4 separate regions of the Rattus norvegicus genome follow, and regions 2, 3 and 4 are each linked to region 1. The links are chromatin contacts, called in public Hi-C maps. All regions are on one chromosome and are shown on one strand. The core of a region is the stretch at or near the end of the contact, and the rest is flanking DNA. Distances in the headings are between cores, read along the strand shown. Region 1 has its middle 49 kb from the start of Bhlhe40. Region 2 overlaps Itpr1 (inositol 1,4,5-trisphosphate receptor, type 1). Region 3 overlaps Itpr1 (inositol 1,4,5-trisphosphate receptor, type 1). Region 4 overlaps LOC102547466 (a long non-coding RNA gene).

Region 1 (7,499 bases), core at 3,051-5,550:
CTTGTTTTTCGAGGCAGAACCTTACTGGAAGCCCAGGTTACATGGCAGCCTGTACCTCCAGGCTGCTGGGTTTTCTAGGATTGGGCCATCACAGCAGCTTTGAGTCTTTTATGAAAGACAATGCTATCACTAGTAGGTGGAAAATCTTCTCTGTATAAACCTCTTGGAGTTCACATAGAAATCGGGACCAAGAGGAACGATTCTGAATACTTCTCAAGGGTACACAGCAAAGAAGTGTGGAATTGTATTTGTGCCTGGATGTCTTCACAGTCATGGTCATTGAATAAGTATTTGCCCTCCATTCCAGGAGCCAGCCTCCTGAGCTCCGCTAGGACCATCAAGATAAGAAGACCCAGTCTTTCATTTCTTAAATACTTAGCATTCCAGCAAAGAGCGAAGAGGTCCTCTCCTCGATTGAGTCTCCAAGGATGCTCATCTTTCTGTTCTTCATTAAGGACAGACATGTTGTGGCAGCTCGGGTCTTGACCTTGGCCTTGTGTTCAGCTAGAGATCCCATCTGTTGGGGGAGTCAAGCCACTGAGTCATCCAAAGGAATTCGCCCCACCGCACCTCACCTCATGGCTGAGAAGCCAGACTACCAGCTCAGCCGGCTGAGAGGACAGGCTGGGAAGGGTTGCTCCATGCAGACGGTCACCCCATGATGACCTCACCTGCCCCACTGGTGACTCACCTCCTAATTCTCTCTCCTACCAGCCAAATCTTGCTCATTTGGAACACCTGAGGGGAGTGCCAGCCTCCTGTGTTTGGTGAAAACACATGATTGTGCTATTTTTAAGGGCATGACGCTGCCTTTCAGGTGCAGGCAGGGATCCAGACAACCTTGGCAGATAGGTCTCGGGTGAAGGGTGCAAGAAACCTTTATTTATTTATTTATTTTTTTGGTCTTTTTTTCGGAGCTGGGGACCGAACCCAGGGCCTTGTGCTTCCTAGGCAAGCGCTCTACTATTTTTTTTTTAAAACAAGAGAGAATTGACTAAGGATGGAGACTGCTGGACTGGGTGTATAGCTTAGGGATGGAGTTCCACCTAGCAAATGGGAGGCTGGGGATTTGAACCCCAGTTTCAAAAAAAATAAAAATAACTAACGAAGATCACAAATGTGGCTCATTTTCCTTTTTTCCCCAATATAGATCATATATGGATATATGTCATATCATATAGCAATATCACATATATCTATATCTATCTATATATATATCTAGATAGAGATAGATATTTTCCCTAAAGGAACCGGTTTCCTGTAATACAGGCTGACACAGACAGAACTCCCTATATAAGCCACGGATGACCTTAACGTCTGCCTGCATCTCCTGGGCAGTGTTACAGGTGCACACCACCCATGCTGTTTCTGGTAGTAGGGATTCAACCCAGGGCATCATGAATGCTAGGTGAGCAAGCATTCTATAGCCTGTGCTACATGCCCAGTCCCACTTTTCAGTGTTAAGTGTGCATGCTGGGATCATGACAGCATCCTCAGTACTGTGCCACCATCAGCACTGCCTGTCTCTAGGGCTTGCTTATGGCCACAAATGGAACGCCAGTGACACCAAACAGGAGCTTCTTCCCCACCCACTAAGAACCTCTACTCTGGGCTGGAGAGATAGCTCAATGGTTAAGAGTACAGACTGCTCTTCCAGAGGTCCACAGTTCAATTCTCAGCAACCACATGGTGGCTCACAACCATCTGTATGGAATCTGATGCCCTCTCTGGTGTACATGAAGACAGCTGCAACGGACCCTCTTCTGGTGTGTCTGAAGGCAGCTACAATGTATTCAAATAGTAAATAAACAAACCATAAAAAAGTAAAAGAGCCTCTACTCTGAATCTTTATCTATCCATATATGTGTTGCAGGTCCATTCTTTGAGTCTGCTTCACCTGGAACACCATCTTCAAGTTGCCTTCTTGTGGGAGCTTGTCTCTGCACCTAATCCCCTTCAAGGCTGACTAATATTCCAACATCCAAACACATCTCATCTTATTTATCAAATCACCTGTTGGTTTGTTTCCTTGTGGCTATTGTAGGTGGTTTCCTTCCGAGTGCTTGTTTTTCGAGGCAGAACCTTACTGGAAGCCCAGGTTACATGGCAGCCTGTACCTCCAGGCTGCTGGGTTTTCTAGGATTGGGTCATCACAGCAGCTTTGAGTCTTTTATGAAAGACATTGCTATCACTAGTAGGTGGAAAATCTTCTCTGTATAAACCTCTTGGAGTTCACATAGAAATCGGGACCAAGAGGAACGATTCTGAATACTTCTCAAGGGTACACAGCAAAGAAGCAGGTACCCTTAGATTCTAGGCAGGAAAGTGCTTTCCAAATTCTGAAGACTCAACTAGGCTGGGCAACATTGTAGGCACCTGCTTGCCAGCTTAGCTCTTTACAGATAGAGAAAAAAATGAATGCAACTATTTAAATAACAGTACGCTGTAGGCCAGTGAGGTGGCTCAGCAGGTAACCTGAATTTGATCCCTAGAACCCACTGTGGAAGGAGAGTCAGCTCCTCAAGCTCTCAGATCTCCATGAGTGCATCATGGCCCATGAAGACAAAAACACCTACACACACAGACACCCATGCACAGAGACATGGACACACAGACACATATGCATGCACACACACATAATCAATAAAACGAAATACAAAATTGAAAACTATAGTACTCTTTGGTGGAAATGACTCAAACGAAAGCACTTGTCTAGGGGTGATTTGTAGACAATGTACTCTGTTCCCCCACAAAGCAGAAGCCAGTGTACTAAACCCCCAGTACAGACCAAGATGGCACTCTGTTAGCTATTAAGCATTCATTCGTCCCTAGCTATTGGGCATGAACAAATTATTTCATCTCCCTGTGCCTCGGTTTCCTTATGTGCAGGTTGAGTATTAATAGTGACTTAAATAAACTCACGGTGTGCCTAGGGAACGGTAGCCATCCAGTCAATGTCAGTTGTGTTTATAAGCTATAGCTTATTTTTGTATCTTAAAACACGTTTTAGTTAGGGTTATTTTTCCAACCCTGAGGTGGTTCACAGACTCCTGATCCAGACGCAAGTTTTCCTCGTGATTGGGGGTTAACAATCTCACATTATCAACCCATAATTAGAGATTCGATGCTTAGTGTCACGCAGTCACAGTGGAGCATCAGAGGAAAAATCACGCGTGCCGCATTAGCGGCTGTTCCGATAGGTGTCCGGTAATGGTTAGAGAGCATGAGTTGACCTGACTTCCTAGGAGATCGCCCACAAATTGGATAGTTCCCCAGAAAAGGCGATAACAGCACTTGAGTCATGTTGAAGACCAAAGGAGGTCTTTGTTTTTACCCGGGTAACTTTGCAAGCGTTTCTATTCAGACTGGCTTCCCTCCTTGCCTGGCACACCCTGAGTGCTTAACTAACGTTTACCAAAGTGAATTAATTCTAACACTGCTTCAAGGATGAGATCAGGGAATCTTAATAGTCCTAAGAAAATTAGGGAAAGAAGCTGATAAGAGGAGAAGCAGGAAGAAGAGGAGGGGAAAGAGGGGGAGGAGGAAGAAACTTTTGCTAGCCACGTGCTTTCAAGGCTTTTTTTCTGGGTTGTAATGCGCTCAGGCTAAGACGCCTCCAGTTTTGAAATCGCAACACAGAAATTGGTTCTCCCATCCCTCCCTGGGGCAAATTCAGAGACCTGTAGCTGCTGTTTTCCTTGACCCAGCACCCCACACAGTCAGTGTTTTCCTGAGTTGGCCATGCCCGGGTCATTTCTTGTGGGCGAGTTGGCTTCTCCAGGGCTGTCAGGATGCTGTTCGTCTCCATGACAACAAAGTGTGCGAATGAGGAGATGCAGCATACTGAGTGGTGTCATCCTAAGAAACCAACCCCCAACACTCCCACACTTCTGGGGCTCTGGCCGCAGGAAGTGGAATTCTTCTGGGAAAGAGGCTGACGTCGCTGGTGGCCAGGCCCCTGTCCCAGCCCAGGCTTGCGCTGATGCAAGCGCCGCCCGCCAGTGGCAGGCAATCCCCAAGGACCTGGCGCAGCACTATGTCTTGTTCCTTTCCGGTCACCCCGCCCAGTTTTCTCTTTGGAGTAAATAGCTTCTGGGTGGTTTCTCACCCAAAGTCCCAGTGCAGGTGGGGACAATGTGTCTGTCCTCAAACCAAATCTCTGCGACTTTTCCCAGATTGGGATAGGAGGAATTTGAACATCCCAGACTGGCCAGTATTGGGTCAATATGGAAGGCGCCCAGAGCTCATTCTCTCACTGGGACCGCCCAGGTGGCCTGGGATACCAGTGTCAGCCGGTGCCAAGGAAACCGCCCCAATCACGAGGGATCCTTGTGTCTGGATCAGGACTCTGTGAACCGCCTCAGGGTTAGAAGTGGTCCAGCCATGGCCGGTCTCCATCGCCCTCTTCTGGGCAAAAGGATAATCGCTCTAAAATTCTGTCTGAGACCTCCTAGACCTTGAGAGAGGGTTAGGAGAGTTGGGAGGGCTCCAACGCTACAGATCATCTCCCCAGTAAAACAGATCAGGAAATGGAGGCTCAGAGAGGACAAAGACGCGTCTAAGTCTCTCAGCCACTCTAGGAGTTAGTCAGGACCAGAATTTGCATGTATGTTTTCACCACACAATCTGTTTTTGCTGTTTTAAGATTTTAAGACAGGGTCTATCTTTGTACTGGGGGGGTGGGGGAGGGGGAGAGAGACAGAGACAGAGACAGAGACAGAGAGAGAGAGAGAGAGACAGAGAGAGACAGAGACACAGAGACACAGAGACAAAGACACAGAGATAAAGACACAGAGACAGAGACAGAGACAGAGACACAGAGGGAGAACTGGTGTGAAAGGTCAGAGAACAATTTGCTAGAGTCAGGTCTTTCCTTCCACCATGTTTGTTTTAGGAATTGACCTCAGGTCAACAGGCTTGGTGTCAAGGCTCTTTCCCGGTAAAGCCATCTCCTATTTCATGTTCTAGAATTATAGCCATGGATTCTGAAACACCTAGATTATTACTTTTAAGTGAATTATGGTGGTGGTGGTGGTGGTGGTGGTGGTGGTGGTGGTGTGTGTGTGTGAGAGAGAGAGAGAGAGAGAGAGAGAGAGAGAGAGAGAGAGAGAGAGATTCCCTGCAACATGGTAGCTGTGCAGGCCAAAAGAGGGCATCAGATACCCTGAAGGTACTGACCTTGTGAGAGAGCATGTGGGTGCTGGGAACCCAACCCAGGACCTGGACAAGAGTCATAAAAGTGCTCTTAACCAATGAGCTATTTCTCCTGCCCCAAATTATAGATATATTTTTTTTAAAACTTTAGCAGTTTTAATTTCTACTACGGTAAATACTGCTAAGATGTAACATACTCAATGAAGTTTATTGGGGCACTCAAGTATTTAGAGCAGAAATGGGTCTTGATCCAAAGCTTCTAGAACACCTGTGGTATCAGGTGGCCTCCTCTCTCTCAGTGATACCGCCCTCTTTTACCCACTCTTGCTTTCACTAAAGATATAGTTTTATGTTGAATGCGTTTAGTACCTTATGTAAAAGCAGATTTGGGTTCTATTGGACTGAGGTGGGGCTGAAACTCTATATTTCTAACAAGTTTCCAAAGAGCTACTGATCTAGAACCCACATTTTGAGAACTGAGCCTCTAGACTTTGGTCTAGATGCTAAAATTAATATCTGTGTCTGTTCCGTGTTAGCAATGGGAAGGTTTCCATAATTGGGCTGGGAGTGGAGCGGAGAGAGAGGAGAGAGGAGAGAGGAGAGAGGAGAGAGGAGAGAGGAGAGAGAGAGAGAGAGAGAGAGAGAGAGAGAGAGAGAAAGGAAAATGGTATAAAGCCTTAAGAGGAAGTAGGAACCATGTGCTGAATGACAGGAGACATTAAACTTACTCAGTCACAGTTCTATACACAGCTAGAATCTTTCCCAGATCTTAAAGCACATGCTCAGTAGTTGGAAGGTGGGAATTTCAGATGCCCAATGCAAAAAAAAAAAAAATTCTAAAAAGGACAACGCAGTTTGTGCAGAGGCTGCAACTGTGGCTCGGATCCTGAACACCTGCTTGGAACATATGAAGTCCTGGGTTCCCTCCCCAGCACTTTAAAAACAACCCAAAACTTCCTAAGCGGTGGTTTGTGGGGGATTTCTCAATATATCATGTAACTTTTTTGTTTTCCAGTGAGGTGGAAAATATTTTAAAACCAAACTGTAACTGCTTCTGCTATCTAAATTGGGGTGTTAATAAAATTTACATCGGCGGAAAAATGAAGCACTACTCTGGGTCTTTCTGCTTACAGAGTGGAAGAAAGAAGACCAGGTGGTTTGGCTTCCAAGGAAGGGACCACAAATCCAGATGTTTCCAGGCATTGAGGAGGCTTGGACCAATCAGAGAGGCTGGTGGGTTCTGTTGAGAAGATCCTCTTTTCTGTCACGGAGACAACCACCACTCAACTTTCCCCTGTGTCGGACCCCATGTTGTTGAATCTTCCAGTTTTGGAGTGTGTGTGTATGTGTGTGTGGCGTAAACTAGAGGGTATCATTGTGTGTGTGTGTGTGTGTGTGTGTGTGTGTGTGTGTGTGTGTAAGCCAGAGGGTGTCATTGTTCAGGCACCAATCTACCTCGTTTATTTGATCAAGTCTCTCACTGAACACCTGGGGCTCAAAACAGGCCAAGCTGGCTGACCAGCAGTCCCCCAGGAGCCTTCCTGTCTCCTGAGCACTGGGATGACAAGGACATTCACCTGCACCTGGCTTTTTATGTGGGTTCTGGGGTTTGAACTCAGGTCTTCATGCACGCATGGGAAACACTTTACACAGTGAGCTCTCTTCCCTGTTTCACAGCATCTCATTTCTTGAGAGGAGCCTGAAACCAAGATATGAACTGAAGTAATTTATTCAGTGTTTAAACTTACTATTTATTTATTTAAAGATAGAATTTCACTATGTAACCTGGTTTGACATGAAAATCACTACATAGACCAGGCTGGTCTCAAAAACCACAGAGACAGGCTTCCCTCTACCGTCTGAGTGCTAGGATTAAAGCCTGGGTAATGTTACTTATTTATTTGTTTGTTTGTTTGTTTGAGACAGTGTTTTGCCTTGTAGTGATACTGTGTTGCCAGTGCATACACTGGCACCATGACCACTCCATGGTATGATTAAGGGGAAGGTTCTTTTATTCTGTTTTGGTTTTTTGGTTTTATGAGACAGGGTTTTTCTGTGTAGCATTGCCAGTCCTGGAACTCACTCTGTAGACCAGGCTAGTCATAAACACACAGAGATCTACCCACCTCTCCCTCCTGAGTGCTGGGATTAAAGCTGGGTGCCACCACTGCTGGACAAGAGGATGGTTCTTACTGAAAATATGAGGGTGAGACCTGCCAGAGGGATCTGGAAGAGCCTAGAGCAGAGAAAGTGATAGAGACAGCAGCAGGATGGATATGGCTATGAGAGAGGCACAGAGAGAGAGAGAGAGAGAGAGAGAGAGAGAGAGAGAGAGAGAGAGAGAG
Region 2 (7,499 bases), core at 2,645-5,144, 250 kb before region 1:
ATATTCCCTTAAAGAAGGAGACGTTCCGGCCCTAGTTCTACATGCCACCATGTTGTTTAACCATCTTACCCTTCTGGTTGCCAACATCAGGATAACTTGTTAATGGTTATTGGCATCTTGAGTGCTTTCTTTAAGAATAAGAAGAAAATAGGTTTATCTGAGCCGAAGGGAAATAAATACATAAAGTCAATGGAGAAATACTTTATGGGCTAACTTCTTCATTTTTTTTCTTAATAATAACCTAATAATAACTAATAATAAGTAAGGGGTACCAGAAGCCAGCTAGGCACCCCTTCTGCCTGAGCTCATTTTCAATTCAATTCAGTTCCTAAGTGAAAAGTGCTACTGCGACCCCTTTATTTGCTGAAGAGGAAACAGGGTCCCAGAGTTCAAGACACTCAGAATGCCAGGGCTAGGTGGTGGCTGCATAGATGTTTCCTCTCACATCTTAGTTTTGGTTTCTCAGGGTGCAGAGAAGCTTCCACCAACTTCCCTAACATTGACATGGGTCCATGCCCCCTTTGGGGACCTTGCACCTTTTCGTAAGACAAATGTCATCCGAGCCTTCTCTTTGGAGGATGCTCTGTCGGTCTAGTGCCTCAGAAGATGGCTTGTGTGGTTGGTTTTGATTTGTTTTGTCAGTAAACTTGGCCGTAAATGACAGAAGAAGAAACCATGAAAGGCTCTTCCCTTCAGCCTGGGCATTGCTTGCCAAATAAACTTGTACACATTACAAGTTTCACGTCCTTCAAGTTTCAGGTTCCCCGGTCCATGAAAATTAGTGACAAGAAGACTCTCCTGTGAAACTCTGTGACATGGAAAGCAGCACATTTAATCAAAAGTCTTAAGAAGAGTTCGATTCTATTATCAGTGATTCTTTTTTATTTGCATCTAAAGAGCACATGCTCACTGGCATATGCGAGACTCACTAGAGTTCACCTTGTACCCATTTGTGAAGTAGGTAAAGTGGACCTCGTTTCTGCCTACCAGACCTTTGCTGGTTGAAGACTATTCTTTTATTGAGGAAATGAAAAAGGGAATGAAAAGTCAGGGATACCTTCATCGAGTATCCCTAACAATGCTGAGTTATATGAGAAGGCCCCAGTTACAGATGAGGAAACTGAGGCTCAACGAATCCAGCATTACTCACAGTCCCCAACTGTCAGAACCAACGTCTGAATACAAGTCTTTCTCCGTCACCACTCTCTCACCTACATTCCATATGACACACAGGCAGGAAGTTCGTCAGTACACTGTTCACTCTGACCGTGGCCTTGTTAGATAGCAGTTGTCTGCTTTATCTTTGGAGGTGCGAGAAGGCCATAGTTCTTGACTGATGTGAGTAGAAAGCCTTTGCTGCTTTGGCATATCCAATCAGTTCTAAAGGTCGGCTCATGAGCCCATACAGGGAAGCGTGTTCAGTCTCATGATGCCGTATAAACCCTTCTCAGTTTGCATTGTCATCATGCATTGCTTTGTCTGGCCGGAGGGGAATATAAAAGGCTCTTGTTCCGTCACCGCATTGCTTGGTGCTTTCTGGACTTCTTACGGAGGGAGCGAGATTGCTGGGATAGACCTGTGATGGGTGTTGCAAACCCCCTTCTACTCTTCCCAGTTTGGCATGCATGTGTGAGAGGTACGCCCGCCTTGTATTTACAAGAGGAAGTATCCCGTTTAATTTTATTTTCACACTAAAACCGAAGTGTTAAGAGAACATAGTGTTTTAGCACTCTCTGGGTTATCAGCTGCAGAGCGGAGGGTGCATATTGTCACATACAGTTTTCTGAGTACATTTCTACATTTGTTACCTGGCAACGTTGCCGCGTCGGCACATGAAGATGTGTCGGTTCCTGCCAGTTCCTCACTCTCTGTGCTGTGGAAGGGGGAATAGCTGCTTCTCTGCAGGGATGGAGAACAGGAGAAGGCACAGAGCTAATGGCCTCATACAAAGACTCCTGGTTCAGCTCAGTGACACAGCCAAACCAGAGGTTGCCCCGCTTTTTCAACAACTGCTTTGAAGCTTGTACTTCTCTCCTTCCGGGTTAGGTGAGGGGTTTGCGCTTAATCACCATGAATCCCTGTTGCTGATCTTTGATCTTTTTAAACTAAAAACAAACAACCACCACCTCATGTCCTAGTCGTTAATGTGAGTCATCTGGACCTTTTAATATTGTGACGAAGTTATCCTTAATTGCTTTCATTTGATCCCCAGCCTCTCGCTTGATCTAAGTGCTCTGGTTTTGACTACCTCAGACCTCTGTTGAGGAAGTCAATTCCACAGCACAATGAGAGCCACAGCATCCCTTACCGAAGGTCAGCCACTGGGCTGATTTATAGCTCACCGGAGTGATTTTACTTGCCCAGAGCCCTGAACTTACGTAAATATACTTGAAGCACTAAAGTGGGCCATCTTTGTGCTCTAGGATCATCACAGCCTACCCCTCATTTGACTAATGCCTACCTGTCCAACCTTTGAAAACATTTGAGTTGAAACCCTTGGGTTATGGGTTTAAAAGTCTCCCAAGTCTATGCGTACATTCAAAGATTCAGGAAAAGCTTTCTGGGCCCAGCACCTGTAATGCTGTCTTGAAGAATGATCACTAGGGAAGTTCCCATGGTAACAGTGTTTGAAACAGTCTGACACCATCAACAGGTTAAGCAAGAAGTCTTCTGGTTCAGGGGCACATCCTGTAAGCACAGCTCCTTAGAAGGAAGCCTAGGAGAGTCTATGACTGAGCCCAGACTCAGCTACTGGAGGACCTGGACAAAACGGGCCAGGCTTGAGGGCCTGTTGGTTTTACAGTGCTTGTGTTGTGTCATCTTGTTTGTGGGGAGGCCTTGTAGACTACCGGATTCTTACTGTCTTGCCTGTTAAGGAAAAGAAAGAAAGACAGCCACCTGTGTCTGGAAGGTAGTTAGAACCCAGCACTTAGCTTGAAATCTTGATCTCTAATACTGCCCAAATCCAATACGGCTCCCTACAGATGTTAGGTTTCAAATCTGGGACAAATGGTTAAGGTGGCTATATAGCATGTCAAAGCAGGCCTGGCCTGGAGGTTCTCCCTGTGACCCTCAATCCTAACCTGTTACTGGTAATTTCTCCAGTCCAGGGGCTCAGCCGCTCTTCCCTATATAACCCAACCTTTTTGGTTGCCTGCTCTTGTTGTTATGTTTGGGCCTCGTAGATGATGTTCATAGTTCCCCTCTCTTCCCTTTCCCCCTTTCCTCAAACAATATCCCGCAGTCTTGTCACATCTACTCTAGACTCTCCCAGATGTACCTGTGAATTCTATATGCTCCCCCTCCTTTTTATCTATAGTAAACCAGCTCCTCCACTATACCTAGGGGCACTGAAGCTTGCTTTCTTTTCCTTTCTATCTCTTTGTTCATTCACTCATCTCCCTGTAAACCCCCACCCCCACCCCCACCCCAGCCAGTCTCCTGAGGCTCTGAGGTGGGCGTTTACCCTCAATTTCTCAGTTTTCATCAGGAAAGGCCTAAGAGGAAATCCCAAGATTTTTCACCTGTTTTTGTTGCTGTTTTTTTGTTGTTGGTGGTGATGGTGGTGGTGGTAGTGGAGGTGGTGGTGGTGGTGGTGGTGGTAGTGGTGGTGGTGGTGGTGGTGGTGGTGGTTTTTCTCTCTTTCTTTTTTAATATCCAAAGATAACTTGCCCCAAGGACTCCTAACTTGGGCCTGAGTTCCTTTGAACCCGGAAGTCTCCATCCTGCTGTTTAAACTTTAAGATGGTTCCTGACTGCTTGAGAGTCGTCAACCAGCAGGCCGAGGCGAACTTTAAAGAAAAACCAGGTCATGCCGCCTGTTTTTGGTGAGCACAGGAATCAACAAAGAGACGTTACATAACTTCTATTTATGTCCTCCTTGCTCTCTATCTGCAGGCAGGCAAGAGTCGCAGAGCTGGGATTTAACGAGCACTCTGGGTTTGCTCACCTTCCTGAGCTGGTAGGAACCAGTTTGTTCTCAAAATGCGTCAGTAAAGAATCAGGCTGTGGGTGGGCGGCCAGGGGTAGTAGGTGGACCGCATTGTTGCCATGGTGTTTTTTAATTCCCCTGTCTCTCAAGGATCCTGCTCTCCCCTTCCCTGGCTCCCCACCCCCTCCTTTTCTTTTCTTTCTTTTTAATCCATGAGCTTCCTTGTTTCTCACGCCCACTCGTGATTTCTTGGAGCTGCCTCAGGAAACAGGACTATTCTCCCTCCCTTCCACAAACACCCCCATTGTGTAGCCCCAGGGCCTTAGAAGAGTTTTTCCTAAGGTGCTCCTTTCCCACCCTCCCCTGTCTTATTTCCCCGAGATTTTCATAGCCACTCCCTCCATTGCTGGGGCTTATCCTCCTGGTTGGGTTGTTAGAAGCTCTCTGTCTCCTGCTAGATTGCTCCGGAACCAGGTGGATTCCGTCGCCCCTAGCACAGCAGTTTGCCCGGGGAGGAGAGAGAAGTTGTTTGTGTTTCCCTACATCCTGGTCTCTGCTCTTGCCCTGAGCTGAATGACATCTGTCCCCTCTCGCCATTTATTAGGAAACAGAATCACACTTTATAAAAGAGATCGATAGGAAAACAAGAGAAGTTTGTCCCACAGTGATAGTTCTTAGACTATGTGGGTGATTCCCTGTTACCTGAAAGTTACAGGTCAAATTAACCCACATTAAAAAAAGAAAGAAAGTCATGTGCTAGGGAGTTAGCTAAGTGGGACAGTGTGTACTTGGCAAGGGTGACACTCTGGGTTTGATCCTCCGTCTGTCTCAAGCACAAGCGCATATGTGCGTATACACACACACACACACACACACACACACACACACACACACACACACACACACACACAGGCTCCAATATATAGCAAGGAAGGTTTATGGCTGAGAATCCTGTGGCTGGTTCCCTGCTCCCTGCACCTTGGCTTCTGAGGGAAGCCACCCAGGTTTCTATGATGACTTTTTGTTGACCCCTCCGCTCTCACCAGAGCAGAAGCTTTTAACAAGTACAAAAGAATAAATTGGGATGAAAGAAAATTCCATAGGGGAAAATAGTTCCAGCAAAACAGGCTTAAGATTTTTAAAGTAGAAAATTAAAAAAAAAAAAAAATCAAACCCACCCCTTCGTTGCTTCATTGTGCAATCCTTAATAGAGGTAGCCTGTTTGAATAATCAAAGGCCGGCTGACTTCCCTTCATTAACTGGAGCTGCAGACATCTGCATAAAACATCCTAGATTCCAGACTGAGTAGGTAATTTTTTTCCCCCTCTGAGTAACTTGAGGGACTTTCCCTTTGGAAACCTTCCAACAGAGTTAACTTCTTGGTTGAGACATTTTTCTCTTTCTCCCTGGTGCTGAGTATAGAACCCAGGACCTTGAGCACACTAGGCAAGTGCCCTGTCACTGAGTTTGTGCAGGGACAGCCCTACTGTGTGCTGGATGTGAGGCCCTTCAGTCACCTCAGACACAAACCCGGAGCCCTCAGTCCTGAGAACCTTCTTGATGGTCACAGCTGACTGCAGTTCTGCGTCTTAGCCCTGACTGTCTCCTCGGAACCTACCACACTTCTATTTCCCAGGGGCCACTAAGATCCCCTCTGAAAGTGGCTCTCTGTGTTTTACCAGTTTGGGTTTCGAGCTTACTTCATCAGTGTGGCTCAGACACTCGAGGCTGTGGTTCTGTAAACCATATGAATTCTTCACCACTGTTCCAAAAATTCAAGACTTTAAAGGGGGTGGGGATGGGGAGGGCACTATAATTGAGGGAGGGTGTTGGAGTCAACCTCAGCAGCCAGTGTCTGAGAAATGTGGCTTTATTAATGTTCTTGCAACGTGACCCCACAGACTATTCACCCCTGTTCAGGCTGTTCAGAGTTTGTAGCTGTCAAGCCTGGGGAGGGAGCCAGCTTCTGAGGCGGAAGCCCACAAAGAATTGCCCTTCCTGCTCCCAAGTAAGTTAACATGCAGACAGCTGTGTATCTGAGGCCCTATTGGTTAACAGTTAACTGGGCGGATTAAAGATCCCCAGCCTGGCTGAACCTGTCCCGCAGTTAGAAGCAAAAGCCTGCTAAGTGCCAGCTCCACGCTGTCCTTCAGCCTGCCCCCCTCAAGTGTGATACTTCCCCATTTAGCAGGACTTTGAGCTCTCACATGCCCAGAATTAAACCTCAGCTTAAGGTTTCTGGAATTGTGCCTCCCTTACGGTTGTTATCCATTCATTAAGACAATAAATATTGAGTGCTGGACAAAATGCTTGTGCGGGTTGAAGCAGGGACGGCGTCGGTCTTGACTTTAATAGTGTGCCATTCAGTGGGCGAGACAGCGAGGGAACCAGCAAACATCTAGTGTATAGCAAGACTGGGAGATTGTTCCCCAAGGGGAGGACACTCGCGGAGGAGACATTGATGCTGAGATCTTCCAGATGGGACAGGGTTAAGAGCAAGGGTACTCTGGCCCCCGGGCTGGGTGTGTTGGCATTGCTAGGGCGGCCAGTACAGCAGGAACACCACGCAGGGCAGGCAGTAGCATGAGGTGACTGCTCAGCTTTGGTAATACGCCTGTCATCAGGTAGGAGGCTGGATTAGGTGATCTCCACGCTCTCTGCCAGCCCCTACTCAGTACTTCTAAAGGGCACCAAGTTGGCTCAGGTCAGTGACCTGCTTGGATGCATACTACTGCTGCCAGGGCTGGAATATATTGAACTAACCAAGATGAGTACCGTGTAATTTCAACCTGACCACCTCTGTCAATTTGGCTATCTGTACCTGACACTGTCAGATGCTTTTCTGGCTATAGGGACATCGCCTGAAAGGCCAACATAGTGAATGTGCCAGCTGGGTTGGGAGATGTAATGGTCTCACAGGAGTGTGTCTGAGGGTGAGATGAGTTGGACAGGTGGTCCAGGGATGACCACAAGGGACAGCAGGTTTCTCATCAGCTAGACATTGTTTTTGTCTTTGGCATGGGAGCGTATTTATGTTTCTTTGGGTTTTATGGTCTAGTGGACTTGTCTCAGTCAAGTGTATTGAGGGCACGGAAGAGTGGGAAGGGGTTAGCATTGAATCATGCCGGGTGCCTTGTGCTGCAGGGGTTGTCACATGTATTTCCTATTTACTCCTCTCAATAAACCTCTCAGATAGTTCTTAATCTTCCTCTTTCCTCCTGAAGATGAGGAAACTACAGCCGAAGTTTATAGCAAGGGACCTGCCCGAGGCATCAGTTCCCAGATCCATCCCCACACACACACACAGCTCTGCCTCCCTAAGGATATGGGTTAGAAAGCTCCTTCTCAGCCCCAGGGCTCCACACAGACACAGAAAAATGTGTGAACAAAGGATTATTCTTGGCCCTGCTATAAATTTCAAGGCAAGGTCCCTGAGAAGCTTGGAGCTCTGAGTCAGGAAATGGTCTAGGTGAATGAATGGTCCCCTCAGGTACAGAGAACAGATGCAAGACCTCCAGGGTCTGTTCTAAAGACTGACTTCTTCTTTAGGCCTCTTTTGTAATATCTC
Region 3 (7,499 bases), core at 1,625-4,124, 170 kb before region 1:
GGTCTCACTATTGAGCCCTAGCTGGCCTTGAACTCCCCGTATCTTCCTACCTCTGCCTCCCAAGTGCATGTGCCACCATACCTAGCTATGTGTTTTTGTGGCTGTTCAAAGGTAAATGAATTGAAGGACTTTCCCCTGGTTGGGGGAAAGGATTTTAGAAATTCAGTCATCAAATTAGGCATCAAAACAAACAAGAAAACCCTGAATTCGGTCAACCATGTCAAAGTTGAAAACTCACAGAATCTAAAAAGAATCAGTAAACCACTGAAAATTGCCAAGGTCTCCAACAGGAACGTTCTGGTCAGTTCTTTGCTGGTTTCGAAAACTGCAAGAGAAGCCGTCTAAGCAGCAGGTCAGAAGCCAGCTTGGATGCTGGATTCAGGAAAAGAGCGACTTTTGCCAGACTGTTTCTTATTAACACAGGCCGCTGACCTACCTCCTTCTCCTCTCTGACCTCTGGCTTGCTCAACGTGGCAGCCTCAGGTGCCCAGGAGCCAGGTGTGTCACTCCCAGTGGTGAACTCTGCCTTCTCACACTCCCTATGGGTGCCCAGGGAACACCCCACCTGTGGCCCCAGACTGACTTGAAAGGGTGATTCTGCAGCTGGCTGCTAGGGGAATTTCATCAGAAAAGGGTGCGGCTCTCTATGCTGGCACGAGCTGGTCTTTGTTGTGCTCTATCATCCAAGAACAACGATTAACTAAGTCTAGGAAGGGTAACCGGTCATCATAGGCCTGCTGAAGATTATATAATGCGCCTGTAGCAGTAATGTCATTCTGAGCACGCTTGTAAGCAGCTTGGATAAGCTTCTGGTCAAAGAGAAAGCGGGGTCTCCAAAACCTTACCCCACAGAAAGAAAACAGTTTAGGTAGGAGTCTTGATATCTAGGTTACAGTGTTGCCTCTAAGTGAGCTATGTGACCGTGAGCAGGTGATTTTATTGATTTACAATGCTTTTATACAATGCCATTCATTTTAGGGGACACATTCACAACTACTTGATCCATATTGTCACCAAGTGCCAACGGCTAGTGAGCTCTTAAAAAAAAGAAAGAAAGAAAACAGAAAAGAGAAAGGACCTCCTGAGCTAAGTGAGCTGACTCACTCTGTCCTGTGTGGATGGAGAAAGTCACACCTCCAACCCTGCCTAGCTTTGATCCAGGCCTTTGCTCTTTCTACAGTCACAAATCTGTGGTGGATGTGTACAGAAGCCGTGAAAAAGCAGCGTCTCTGTGGTTTAGGCTGACTGGATTCTCATTGGCAGCTTATTTGAGGTAGCGATGAAATTCCAGGTAGAAGAGCTTTTTTTTATTCCAGTTACTAAACTTTTTTTTTTTTTGAGCAATTTTAGGTTTACAGAGAAATGGGGCAGGAAGCGCATCTTCCCATGTATCAATTCTCACCTCCTCCCTTTCCTTTCTTCCCTTCCTTCCTCTTTCTCTCCAGTTAACCCAATACAGACTACTGAGGATATAGCTATAGATAGGTACAGATAGATCAGTAGCAGCAGACACAGAGACTGTGACACTGTTGTGAAAGTCACAGGCCATGTTGGTCGGATTGCTCTTGGTGTTTGATCCAGTGTTTTCTGACAAACGTGTGGTTTGTCACTACAGAATCACACCTAATAGCTTCGCTGCCCTAAAAGCCTCTGGGCCTCATATGCCCCTCCACTGACTTTACCAAGTTGGAATATACTTTCTAGGGGTTTTAATGTGTAAATTAGAACGTCACAGAGCATAACAAGCAAATGCTCTAAAGAACAGTTCATTTCTTCTTCAGCGTAAATGACCCAGTCTTGCTCACCAAAGGGGAAATTGATTCCAGTCTGCTGGGCACCCTACATGTCTGCTTTGGCAAAATTAAGTATTACCTTCAGTCTCCCTCCTCCTCTAAGCATTCCGAGGGATTGAAGACTGAACTCCAGCTTATTTCCTGGCCTCTGTTTCTAGTGTGACCAGAGACATAGAGTTGCAATTACCATCTGAGTTGAAAAGACAGTCTTGCTATCTAGACATTTTCCAGAGGGGTTACTTGGGAGCAAAGCAAGAATTCCATTTTCTTTTCTTTCTTTCTTTCTTTCTTTCTTTCTTTCTTTCTTTCTTTCTTTTTTTTTTTTTAAGAATTCCATTTCTAGAACTTGTCTTCTCTTCCATGACCCATATGTTTACCCTTTACCCCACCCCCAAGTCCTCATGTTCTAATCGTTCTATAAAAGAAGGAAGGGAATAAATACATTACTAGGAGAAAAACTGAAAAGAAAAGAAAAGAAAGGAGGGAAGGAAGGAAGGAAGGAAGGAAGGAAGGAAGGAAGGAAGGAAGGAAGGATTTGGTAAGTAACCTTCCCTTGTTTATGCAGTAAACAGAATTCTCTACCTGAGCAGGCTCCCTCTGAGGAGGCCATAGATTCTCTGGAGTCTTTCTCAGAACAGCACCTTCACGTGAACCTGGGAAGAGAAAGCACCTGCCTCAGCAGTGCTGACACAGCCCATCCTCTCTTACCCGTTTCTGCTCTTCCTCTCCCTGGCTCTGCTCCAAACCCTACCCCTAACTCCCCCCTTCCCCCCCCCACGGACACACACACATACACACACACACACACACACACAAACACACACACACACTCCCTCTTTCCAGTCAAGGATGTGTTGGGAGTGGCTGATCAGTGCCACCCCCATGTCTAAAACTTGAGTGTTTGCCTTTGCAGGGACTTTTCCAACTTTACCTAGAAAAGAACTAACCAGAACTTTAGCACTTGTGGTTAGCCTGCTTCCGGCTGTGGCTTCAGTTAGTCTCTGTGCTCTGACACAGGAAGCATTTGCAAGGATGGGAAGTGCCTGACTGGATTGTGGGAGGACCAGGGCAGACAGTGCCTCATAGCATTGGCATGTGAGATGCCAGCAGCAAGCCGAGTGAGGAAGACCAAGAAGGATAGAGCAGACCCAGAGTGGCAGATGCCGTGTGACCCCCTCCCCCCACTACCACCACACACATTCCCCACAGTGTGAACTCATTTAGAAACGGAATGTCTTGGTCAAGGATGGCTTTCCCAAAAATGCAAGAGCGACCAAGGCAGGGGCATGCTTTTGATCCTGAGTAGACTTCAGGGCAAGTGACTAGAGCTCTTCATGGGCTACAGAACTTGTGGATGACAAGTTTGTAATGACATTAAAAAATCCCAGGATTCACTCATATACGCGCGCGTGCGCACACACACACACACACACACACACACACACACATTCTCACTCTATTGCATATTCTGAGCATTTTCTTCTCAGATTGAGTCTCTGTATAGACTGGAACCCTCTTGATGAGGAACCTCACCCAGCAGGAGCTTATCCTATTGAGCCACATGCAAAAACCACCTGGAAACTGAGAGAAGAGTCTGGCTAGAATTGCTAATTAATTTTAACCACTTCGTAATTGGAGATTTGACCTAACAGCCAGGTGATTCATTAAAATACTGGCAATACCAAGGTTCTCACATTTAAGGATCTGTTATTTCAGCACAGAACTTGGATTCTATTCCAGTAAGGTTGTCTTCGACGTGTTAGGATTTTAGTGGGGTTCCTCCTACCCCAGTTTCACATTACAAATTTAAGGAGACAGCAAAGGGGTCATAACCCAGAAAACCCGCTTCCCCTACCTTTTCATGGAAGATCTCTTAAGAAATAGAGAATGAAGGGTTATCACAGGGTTAGAACACATGGCCTTTCATTGCTGTCCTGGATGCTCCGTAAGGTTGAGAGAGTGTTCCACAGCACTCTTTCTGTTTACTATGGTTTAAAGGTACATTGTCTCTGTGGATGGCTTTATGGACTCCTTGAGCAGGGCCTTCATATCCCAGAGTCACAGATGTCCCATGTATAGAGCAGGGGGAGTTGGGGGAGGGGGGACAGAAAGAGTAAAAGTTCAGTCAAGGACTCTTAGGCAGAAGAACTGTGCGCGAGTTCAAAGACCTTCCTGCAGTCACTGCTGGAACTGGGAGGAGGGTAGATGTCACACATGCTGCATGCAGAAGAAGGTGGGAATTCATAGCACAGCCTCATGGTTCTGTCATTGTTCAGTCATGTGTTACTGTTCCCCAGATTCAAAGCTGTGTGCACACCCATACAAGGGTCTCCTGGAGTCTTAAAGATTTCACTGACACAGACTCTTTGGAAATCCATCTTGTGTTTTGTAAAAGCTTTGCTAAGCAGATAGGGCACTAGAGAGCCTGACCTTAGAGGAGTTTGCTGCCAGCTTGGCCTTGGGGCATCCATTTGCTGAGCAGTAATAAGTTAATTGCAAATGAGCCTGTGGCTACTCACTATGCGTGCCCCATACCAGCCTTTCTTCTCTCACGGCTCCTTCCCTCCTCTTTCCTTCATTTCCTCGCTCTCTCTATCCCAGACCCTTCCTGGGCCACTGGACAGCTACACTCTAAGCTACCTTGCCTGTCCACCCTCACCTCCATCTCCAGCCACACTGGTGACCATTACACCTGGGCCGTAGACGGAAGACCCACTTCCTACTCAGGTGTCCAAGGCAAACATATCTCCTTTGAAATAGGTCCCAGGACCCAGATGCATCGACCATATCTTTGTGGCCACTGCACCATGCTCAGTGCCACACATGTGAAATAAGGTTTCCCATAGTTTATGTTGGTTTTGTTACACTTTTAAAGTGCTTTCCTACTTACACACACTTGAGCTCAAATAACGATAAGAGGCCCACCTGTATTCTCAGCCACAGTGATATACAATTTGCAAATACAGATTAATTCCTAAGATCTTATTTGAAAATGGACTTAAGTCCTGTCTCCTACACCCAAGTCAGAACTTTGATCACATCTGTGCTGGTGGAATCTGCATCCTCTTCTGCATCCAGCTGATAGTGGGTTCTCAGAGCTTGCCACTGTCAGAGCTTGACAATGACAGTAAGATTTGGGGTCTTCGTTCTCCTCTAGGATAATTCTACAAAACTTAATACAGTGAGGTTGGATAGCTGAGGCTTTTGATTGGGTAAGTTGGACTGTGAGATCCCTCCGTGGATTTGGGTACACGACTCTGTCAGCCAATCCCCGACATCTGACCCCTTTCCAGAAGCTAGTTTACCCTGACAAGAGAAAACTCACTACCCAGCGGCCACATGCTTCTGTCTTCTAAAATACAGAGTTCATTTCCCCCTCAGCATTTCATCCCTTAAATTGAGATGTTTCCTTGGTGGGAACATGGAGTTATGTGTCTACATGATGGAGACAGGCGTGTAGAGGTTCAGCAGCAGCAGGTCACTGAAGCTGACCCGTAGGTAACAGATTACAGGTAGAGAAACTCTTCAGAGCTCTAGCTAGTGGCTTTGAATCAGAATGTTTTATGGGCTGATCTTTTGCCTGTCGCTCTGTTGAGAAATTGATTAGAATAAATGTGGATGTGGAGTAGCATGAATGTTTATCATGGGGTATAGCAGGGTAGACACCGCCATGTTTGTCTTTCCACAGAAACACTGTAAGCAGCTCATATTTAGCTATTTAAGCTTGTGTGAGTAGAGTTCATGAAGGATCCCTCCATCCTCCCGTAAACACTGACGATCAGCTTTGATCTAGTCACTCCACAGAGGTGGGTCCAGCCCCTCACTTTAAAGAGTAGTGAGTGCCTGGACTCCCCTGACATTTTACCATGTGATTTGAGCTGGGAATAGAGCTCAGTTGGTAGAATGCTTGCCCAGAACCACATAAGTTGGCATGGCAGTACATAGTTATAACTCCAACAGTCAAGAGACAGAGGCAGGAGGATCATGAGTTCAAGGTTATCTTAGCTACGCAATGAGTTTGAGGCCAGCTCAGAATACATGAGATCACAACCCCCTTCCACCACTCACACACACACACACACACACACGCACACACACACACACACACACACACGCACACACGCACACACACAAAGATGTGCTAGTACATGGCTTGCCTTCTTTATTTTTTACCAGGCCCTTGCATGGCTTCTCCCGAAAGATCACCTTAACTGAAGACAGTTTAATGGTCTTAACTGATATATCCTATCTAGACTTGGGTCTCTAGAGTCTGAAGACACTGACACTGCTATTACATACAACAGAGATTGGCCAACACTAGTCCACAGTCCCAACCTAGTGAGCCACCAGCACTTTGTAAATAATGTTTTATTGGCACACAGCTGCATCTTTTCTTTTATATAATGTATATAGATACCTTGAAGGAGGCAACAGTAGTTATAACAGAGTCTATAGGGTTCACAGAGCAAAAATAGTCTATATTAGAAAAGACTGGCTCCCAGAGAAAGGCTGGGAACCCACAGTAGATCAAAGCAACAATAGTACCTTGTTCCTGCCTACAGGGGTGTTCTGAAAAGTGTGCAGTGTGTACTGATAAGATCAAAATGGTCCAGGTGAGAGGACACTGGCTAGGCCCAGAATGATTCAATTCCCCTGGATTTCTGTGCATTCCTGCCCCTCTGTTCAGAACCTATGAGGCATGCTGTCGAGGAGTGAGGCATCATGGGAAGAAGGAAGTGAGGTGGGAGAAGGAAAAGTCCCACTCTGTTAGCCAGAGGTGAGAAAGACTGTTCACACGACCATTTACTGTACAGGCTGAGACATCAAAAGAATGGAATTGGGTGGGTCACGTGGCCTAATGGCCCTGCCTTGTATAGTGGGCAGCATCTGTCACCCACTGAAGTCTGGAAGGAACACAGGGGTACCTTCCATAAGTTCACAAACTGGAAATGGATTGAGGAGCCCATGCCTCATCTTCAGTCCCCTTAACAGTCCCTTTGCCCAAGCAAATTCACAACCTGTCCTTTAAAATGTCAGAACAGTTGGGAACTTAATGTGTTCCCTGCCCCCTGGGTAATTCCTTTTAAATACAACACAGTTTGAGGTACCTACAGTGATCAAAACCTCAGATAAAGTAAAATATTCCAGTGTAGCTATGCAGCAGTGTGAATGCATTCAGTGCCTGAGTTATAACTTGAACATTACTAAAGCTTGTTCTGCATGTTTTGCCCTGATCTGAGACAAAGCTTGTCAGTCATGTATGTAACCTGGCAAAGACAAGAGCCATAGTAATAAAGACTCAAGTGAAAGTGGCAATGTTGACTGTTCAGTTAGGAGCTTAAATGGAAGCCTAACTCTGTGCTTACATTCAATTTTACAGCCGTTTCCTCTTCTAGGAATTAAGAGTTCCTTGGCATTGGTTACAGCTTCTCTAGGCTAGGGAGATGACTCAGGCAGTAAAGTGCTTACCCCACAAGCATGAGGACCTGAGTTTGGTTCCCCAGCACCCACTTAAGAAGTCAGACAAGGTGGCCCATACCTGTACTCCCCGAAGAGTGGAGATCCCTGGGGTTTGCTGGCCAGCAAGTCTAGCCAAGTTGGGGAGCTGACATGTATAAGAGTCCTTTTCTCAAAATAATTAAGTGGGCCAATCACAGTAGTGAACACCTACCTCTACTCTCAATGTTTGTGTCAGGGCCAGAGACC
Region 4 (7,499 bases), core at 3,675-6,174, 140 kb before region 1:
CTTTGCTAATAGCCATCAGCTTTTTATTGACAGGTGATGCTACCACACAGTCCTCCAGAGATTATCCCTACAGGAATGACCCAGAACTTGGGCTAAGATATTACTTCTTTCTGCTCCCTGTGCCTTGCTTCCTCTTAAGCTGTAGCTTAGGCAGCCTCTGTTTCCTCAGCATCCCCAGAGCACCTTGATCTCCATGGTAGAGCTTCAGGGTTAGAGCAGCTGCAGCCACCTCAGGTCCACTCCAAGGGTTCACCCCTGTACAGTCTGCCGACTGAAGTTTACATCTACTTCCTCTTTTTAATGAATATTATTTTTCAAATACCAGCTTTTGGTTTAGGTAACTTTTCCTACTTTTGATTTCTACTTCTGCCCTGCTGGTATGGGGGGGGGGGTTTAATTTGTTCTTCTATTTATTTTCTTATAGTGGTTCTCAACCCTTGGGTCTCAACCCCTTTCAGTGGTCATGTGACCCTTTCACAGTGTCACCCAAGACCATAGCAAAGCACAGATATTTATAACATGATTTGTGACAGTAGCAAAATTAGAGTTATAAAGTAGCAATGAAATAATTTATGGTTACAGGGGCAGTCACCATAACATGAGGGACTATATTAGAGGCTGGCATTAGGAAGGCTGAGAAACACTGGCTTAGATCATTGCTCTTGGACCTTTATCTTTTCTAGTATAAGCATTTAATGCTGTACGTGATCTTCTGAGCTACGCTCTGGCTCAGGCCCACATACTTTAATGGAGCGCATTTTCATTCCCATTCCAACTCAAAAGAGTTTGGATTTCTTTTAACCCTTTCTCTAACTGATTAATTATTCTGCAGCATTGAGCAAATTTCCAGATATTTTAAAGTTGTCCAGACATCATTTTTTAACTTAGAGTGTGATCCATTGTGATCAGAGGACACAATTTTACATTTACTTAATTACTGATTTTGTGGGGGCAGAGCTGGGCATGTGCCACAGTGTGTTGGCAGTCAGAGGACAGTTTGTCAGTTTCTCCTTCCATCGTGTCGGTCCCAGGATCGAACTCAGACCGTCAGGTCTCGGGGCAAGCAGTTTCGCCCATGGAGATACCCCCCTCCATCCAGAGAACATAATTTAAATGATCTCAATTATTTATATTTGTTTATGTCTGAATATGATCTAACTGTGAACTTACCATATACCCTTGAAAAGGAGGTGTATTCTCCTGGGCATTTGTTACTTTGTGGGCCATTCTCCAAAATACACTTAGAGCAAGCTGGTTACTGGGGACATTTAGGGTTTCTATATTTCTGCTGATTTTCTGCCTGCCCACTCTGTGGATCCTAAAATGTGAGTTGACAACTTCCACTAAAATGCTTATCTGTTCTGACTCATGGCCCTGGCTGTATGCTAGTACGCTGAGGTATGACTGTCAAGACACTCTTGATTAGTTGGTCCTCATTGCTTGTGCAAAGTCCTTCGATTCCTTTTTCATTATCCCCATCTCTCACCACTTCCTCTTGCATGAGAGGCACTGTCCCCCCAACATGTGCTAGTATATGTGTGCGCGTGCACACACACACACCCACACACACACACACACACACACACACACACACACCTGTAATAACCAGCACTGTACTTCCCAGGGGTGAGAGAATGAGCACGCTTTTCCCAGGTGTCCTTTTCCTTTCTGTTCTCTCCTTAGAACACCCCGACTCTCTGTCTCCCTTACCAGCCCCATTTCCCCTAGATCTGTCACGGTAGCTTTTCTCCTCTGAATGTCACACAGTCCCCCTTTCCCTTTGACACTAAACAGGCCATGATTATTTTCCTTTCTCGGCATCTGCCACCGGAGATTGTACTGTCTCCTCCAACTTCTCTGCTCTGTCTTCCCAGCCCTGGGATGTGTTCAGCCTTCTCTAGCTTGTACACAGAAAGAGTTAAAGGACAGAAAGAAGAAGCCCGGGGAAAGGCCGTGATTCTCCTTCTGGTGTACTGAGCCTGCATTGGCCATAGCTCCGTTGAGAGTGTGCTAGTGACCCCAGTGCCTTACTGTCCTGTGGGACTCCATAGTAACTAGGCTCAGAAGTTATTGGATAGTTCCTTCCACCCTGTCATAATTTTTTCTCACTTCTTAAACAGATTAAGCAATACCCAAATCAAACTAATTCAGGAGAACTAGACAGAGAACAGAGGGACTGAATTTTGTAAACTGATCAATGATACCCAACCACACTTACATACATAAAACCCTGGGGCTGAAAGTTGCTGTCAGATTCACTTAGCCAAAACCTTACTTAATGTCTTTTACCCATTAATGTTCTTCATGTTAATGTAACTTCCTGTCCTTTCAAATTTACTGAAGGCACAAGATAAGCCACAAGTTACATTTCACTTTCTGAAATCTAAAAACCCTTGTTTTAAAACTGTCATCATCTGATGCCAATTTTATGAGCAGCATCTCAAGTGGTTGCTATGCTTTAAATTAAAACTCTCCATCGTCTTATTCAAGTAAAGAAATTATGGTTTTTGTAAGATCCCCAAAACATTGTCAGATTTCTATTAAAGTAAAAAATAATAATAAATAAATGAAAATAAGGCAAATTGTGTTTTTTAAACATTATAAATTACCAAGACTTCTAGCTCAAGAATAGAGTACTTGCCCAGGAAGGAAGTTCCTGGCTTTAAGACCAGCACAAAGTGGTAAGCATAACTTTACAGGAAAAACTTTTAAAAACAGTAATGGGCTAGGGGTATGGTTCAGTGGTAGAACAGTAGCACAGTGTGAACAAGGTCCTGGGTTTAATCCCCAATACTACAGAAAGCAGGAAAGGGGTGGAAGAGAGAGGGGACAAGTCTATAAATGCTGAGTGATTGATATGACATATAGATATAGCAATATATAAACACATCACTGATGTGAATGTATAGCTACCTATAGAAATGTCACACACACACATACACACTAAGTGCACACATAGAACATTCTCAATGAATATTGATAATAATGCCATACTTATGTAGTGTAGTATATACTCGTTAAAAAAAATTGGTTGACTAAAATGAGATCTGAAACAGACAACTGGGATTTTTATATCAATCTTAAGAACCACAAATATTAGCATCTAAACTCACCAACTTTTTTTTTTTTTTTTTTTTTTGAGCTGGGGACCGAACCCAGGACCTTGTGTTTGCTAGGCAAGCGCTCTACCGCTGAGCTAAATCCCCAACCCCAACTCACCAACTTTTTAAAAGATTGAAATAAATAAAGAAAAAAAAAACCGGGCTAACCAAAAGTGTTGAACCCTGCAATTCTCCATGTTTTAGTTAGTTATCTTTAAGTTACTATTTATAGATAATATTAGCCAACATCTACTGTTTTCTGGGAACTGTTAATACGTGTGAACAGACCACTGACTTCAGCATTGAGCAAAGGGGTCAGGATCAGTTGGCTGTCCTTGTGTATTTTAGATGTGAGCCATCCCACAGTGGGATGTCACCATGTTAGACTTAGAAAAGCTAGACCCATTCTCAAGAAAATATGTTGTATGATCAACAGATCGTAAACAGAAACTGTCAGTGACAAGCAGACACAGAATCCAGCTGGGTTTCTTTAGCCCTGATCCCAGTTTCAGCTGCAGGTTTTTTCCAGAAAGAACAGAAGTTTGATTTACTCAACATTCTGCAGAAGTCAGGGGTGTGGTTATAACTCATTGCTAATGGGTTTTCCCTTAATTCTTGTAGCAACAGGACCTTCAAGTGGCTACTGACAGCAAAAAGGTGAAACTAAGGTCAGGACAGGAGTCTACAACATCAAAACAGAAACAGCTGTTGAGGACCACCTAGTGGCAGCAGGGGCAGCAGTATTTTTATATTACCACTAAGGCTCAAAGTATGAATATTTTCCAGACTTAGAGCAGAGCGCCACAGTGACGGTTGAAGACTATGTGGTTTTACCAACTCTGCCATTATATGCTGGTAATTTCATCTCCAAGTTATCCCCATACACAAATCACCACTGAGTAGACCAATCTTGTTTCCTTCTTATTCACTAGAAAGTGTGAGTTCAGGGGGAAACGTCCATGAACCGTTCGTTGGGCTTTCTTTCGTTTTTTTTTAAAACAGGGGTTGGATTGGAAATTTGAAAGCAACGCTGAGAAGCTTTTGCTAAGACAGGGATCAATGGGAGTGTGCTTAATGAGTAATTGCATTCCTTCTTGGCTAGCCAGCAGCCTGGAAACTGAGCCCTGTTCTGCGCTGTGCACACCCAGCTTGCAAGGTCTGTTTCCACTTCTCCAGACTAGGCTAGTCTCCAAACCTCTGTGCAGCCGGAAGCCGGTAGCTTGGGTTAGGAGCCCATTTTGTGCCAGGGACTACAGGAAGTACGTCATAGACCTCGCCTTTTCTCATGACCTTTGAAGCCAATTTGTAGCTGGGTGAGGAAGCTGAGACCAAGCTGGCCTCACTGCCCACTCTGGAGCCCCAGCACCTAACTGGCACAGTGCTGGCACTAGGCACCAGACCCCCGGGATGAGGGCATGGATGAACATCCTAAATACTCACTAGACATGGAGTGAATGTGATGTGACATGATATGTTGTGTCCTTCCTGGCTACTTACAAGCCTCAGCCCCTCAGGACAATTTGGGGAAACTGAACCCCTAGATCAAGTGACTTAGCAAAGGTCACCGGGGTAGGGAGCAGACAGAAAAGAACCTGGAAAGGAACCTCTGAGTCTTTCCATGCTCCAAATAGTAATGCTATCCATATAGTCTTTCTGCCTCACATTCAAGGTCCCCAGACTCTGAGCGGGGAGGGAGGGGGAGGGGGGAGTCAGGGGCTCCCATCCCCAATCAGCTTTCCGGTCAGCAGCTCCCAGCAGGGCAGGGCGACCCCACCCTCCCGCCAGCTGCAAGGCACAGCGCCAGGAGCACACAGACTGTTCCCAGGCACTCCCTCGCCCCAGCCCCGCTGCACCCGTCTGCGAACTGCCAAGGGCGAGCAGGGGAACAGCTCACGTGGGCCTCTGCTGGAGCAGCCAGCTCAGATCGCTGGGCGGGGCTTCGTCCTCACCACGCCCTTCAGGGCGCGCCCCCGGGAGCAATTTGAGACCCCTCTTCTGATCCAGATCCAGCAAAGTTGGCTCCAGTGTGGGCTGTAGGGATTTGAGGAAGTACGTGGGTGCGGTTGAGGCAGCAGCGCAGCAGCTAGCTCTGGTAGAAAGGAGAGGGTGTCTAGGTCGGCAACATTAGAAGAGAGGGCGTTTCTGCAGAAAAGGAAGTGGGTGTCAAAAGCTGCACACACATTGCCCCGTGGGAGTCTTGTGAGGGAAGTCACCAGGACCTGCTACATTCTCCCACTTTATAGCTGCATGCACAACACTCTCGCAAGTCGCCGTTATCACAATTCCTGTGACTTCTCAACACAAGGCAGGCAGTAATCATGGGCATCCATTGTGTGGAGGCCACCTGTCCACATTTCCTGTGAGCCTATTAAGCTGTTGTCTCATAGACCAGGCTCCTCCAAAGTCAGAACACTGACACTTCTCCTCTTACCTCAACACCTAACTTAAGGTATGTTCCAGAAGCCGCCAGACTGCATTGATTTATTCAAAATCCCTATCTTAGCCTCACGGTGCGTTCTTATTCCACAGACGTTCAATTTTGTGTCTTGAGAATAACACGTTTTTCCTGGTTTGCTTCTGCCGTGGTCTCTTGTAGTCCAGGCTGATTTTGAACTTGCTAAGCGGCTGAGATTGACTATAAACGTTTGATTCCCCCTTGCCTCCAGCTCCCACATGCGGAGGGCTGGAATTATAGACATGAGTTACCACACCCTACTTTTTTTTTTGTTTTTAACATTACTTTGAACCCGGCCAGTGGCATTTTGTAAGGTGGGGCGTTCCTGGGAAAGGATTTAGGTGAACAAGTGTCCCACTTTTATCTCATTTGGTAGCATGAAGTTTTGCTTGGTTGTCAATTTCTGGACAATATTTTTATATGTGGGGATTAGGTACCCCAAAATTTCATTTTCTTCCTTTAAAAAAAAGTCCAGGAGATTGAATCCAAGTCTTAAGGCTTTACACATGCTACCAAAATATGAGCTGTGTGCCCCCGTTCCTCATTTTCTTCTTAATACTTCAGAAGTTCCACAACTCTGCTCTCAGTCCCACCGTGTGTGACTAGTCTTACTGAACACTATTGCCAGAAGGTCGTGCAGAGGACAGGAATTTTGCAGGACAGTGAGGACGGGACAGATTACAGAAAAGCCTTCGATGCCCAGGTCCTTCTTTGTGACCACTTGTGTGCCCTCCCCATCCCAAGGTTTCAGAATTGGCTGACTGCTCAGGGATTGCTTTGATTCATGTCTTAATTCTTAACTTGTAAAGCAGGACGTGGTTGCCTCGGCCCATAATCCCAGCTGTTATGAAGCGGGGCAGGGCTATCCATTCAAGGTCAGCATGAGTGACAGGCTACATAGCTAGACTCACTCAAGAACCAACAACTCAAAGAATATCTTCCCTTAACTTATGTGAACCATGGTGCTTTGTTTTGTTTTGATTACGGTTTTTTTTTTTTTCTCGGTAGACAAGGATGGCCTCAAACTCATTCACCTTCTGCCTCAGTATTCCAAGTGTGGGATGACGAATGCACATTGCACATCGCTGAAGTTCTGACAGCCTAGATGCATTAGAAATGGGATGGAAAGAAGTGTCAAGTATTTAAAAAAAAAAGGTGGAACACTGTGGTTTGCAATATTTGGAGGAGATTGGATAATTACTTATAGAAAGAAAGAAGATTTTTTAAAAAGCAGAATGGGTAGCCAGTTAATACCGGCCAGCCTATATTTTAATGGCCACAGTTAGTTCTTGGCATAGAGAACTTGTATATTGCTTGTCCCATGTCCTCATTTGGGGAGCCATTTTAGTTAAATACAGGCTCTGAGCGATCCTGACAGTAGGATAGGAAAGGTCTACGGAGCAGGTGGCGTTCAAGTACCAGAAAAAGAAATCTTCTAGGAGCCGGGGGATCTCGTTCAGATGGTCTCCGTCCTCCTTCATACAGGTGGAACTAGTTAGAGCCAGGCACACAGGAGTCTGCCAGAACCTGGGGCTTGGGGCTGGAATTCCAGGAGCAGGTATAACCAGAAAAGGCTTGAATGCTGTACCCATCAAAGACCCACAGACTCGAATGTACCAGGCCACTTGGTGAATCTTGAGCAAGACACCTCCAACTGAAAAACCACCAAAACAGCTGGAAGACTGTCCCCTTCAAATGACGTTTTCTAGAACGCTGCCGAAGGAACTGGAAGTGTCAAGGTTAGAACATGTGGTTGAAGATTTTTTTTTTCTTTTTTCTTTTTTTCTTTTTTTTTCGGAGCTGGGGACCAAATCCAGGGCCTTGCGCTTGCTAAGCAAGTGCTCTACCACTGAGCTAAATCCCCAGCCCCGTGGTTGAAAATTTTTAAAAACAAAAACAAGCTATTTTAATACATTTCAAGGCACTTATAGTAGATTTATAAC

What was found. A called contact is a pair of places that touch in the nucleus more often than the background predicts.
Region 2: a Hi-C map of mammary epithelial cells shows a contact between it and region 1, with 4 times the contacts expected there. The contact joins two enhancer-like sites. A contact is called at or near these places in 2 of 12 Hi-C or Micro-C datasets (mammary epithelial cells and psoas muscle).
Region 3: a contact with region 1 is called in a Hi-C map of the A7r5 cell line, with 3 times the contacts expected there. The contact joins two enhancer-like sites. A contact is called at or near these places in 2 of 12 Hi-C or Micro-C datasets (the A7r5 cell line and kidney).
Region 4: a contact with region 1 is called in a Hi-C map of the A7r5 cell line, with 2.6 times the contacts expected there. The contact joins two enhancer-like sites. A contact is called at or near these places in 6 of 12 Hi-C or Micro-C datasets (the A7r5 cell line, frontal cortex, kidney and 3 more).

The regions. Positions count from the first base shown.
Region 1 is chr4:143,220,106-143,227,604 of GRCr8, forward strand. No RefSeq gene overlaps it. Among named protein-coding and RNA genes, the nearest start is that of Bhlhe40, 49 kb to the left of the region's middle. Within about 2 kb of position 4,301, at least 84 of the 93 cell types and tissues checked have an H3K27ac peak or open chromatin away from gene starts, as enhancers often do. A contact at or near this core is called in the A7r5 cell line, kidney and liver, where this site is marked.
Region 2 is chr4:142,971,142-142,978,640 of GRCr8, forward strand. All of the region lies in intron 44 of Itpr1 (inositol 1,4,5-trisphosphate receptor, type 1), which reads left to right. Among named protein-coding and RNA genes, the nearest start is that of Bhlhe40, 200 kb to the right of the region's middle. Within about 2 kb of position 3,895, at least 60 of the 93 cell types and tissues checked have an H3K27ac peak or open chromatin away from gene starts, as enhancers often do.
Region 3 is chr4:143,049,602-143,057,100 of GRCr8, forward strand. The region is part of intron 60 of Itpr1 (inositol 1,4,5-trisphosphate receptor, type 1); the gene reads left to right. LOC102547466 (a long non-coding RNA gene) reads right to left here. Exons shown (of 2, transcript XR_001837663.3): 2 at 1-2,446. Among named protein-coding and RNA genes, the nearest start is that of Bhlhe40, 120 kb to the right of the region's middle. Within about 2 kb of position 2,875, at least 11 of the 93 cell types and tissues checked have an H3K27ac peak or open chromatin away from gene starts, as enhancers often do. A contact at or near this core is called in the A7r5 cell line, where this site is marked.
Region 4 is chr4:143,079,472-143,086,970 of GRCr8, forward strand. LOC102547466 (a long non-coding RNA gene) reads right to left here. Exons shown (of 2, transcript XR_001837663.3): 1 at 1-7,499. Among named protein-coding and RNA genes, the nearest start is that of Bhlhe40, 91 kb to the right of the region's middle. Within about 2 kb of position 4,925, at least 84 of the 93 cell types and tissues checked have an H3K27ac peak or open chromatin away from gene starts, as enhancers often do. A contact at or near this core is called in the A7r5 cell line, kidney and liver, where this site is marked.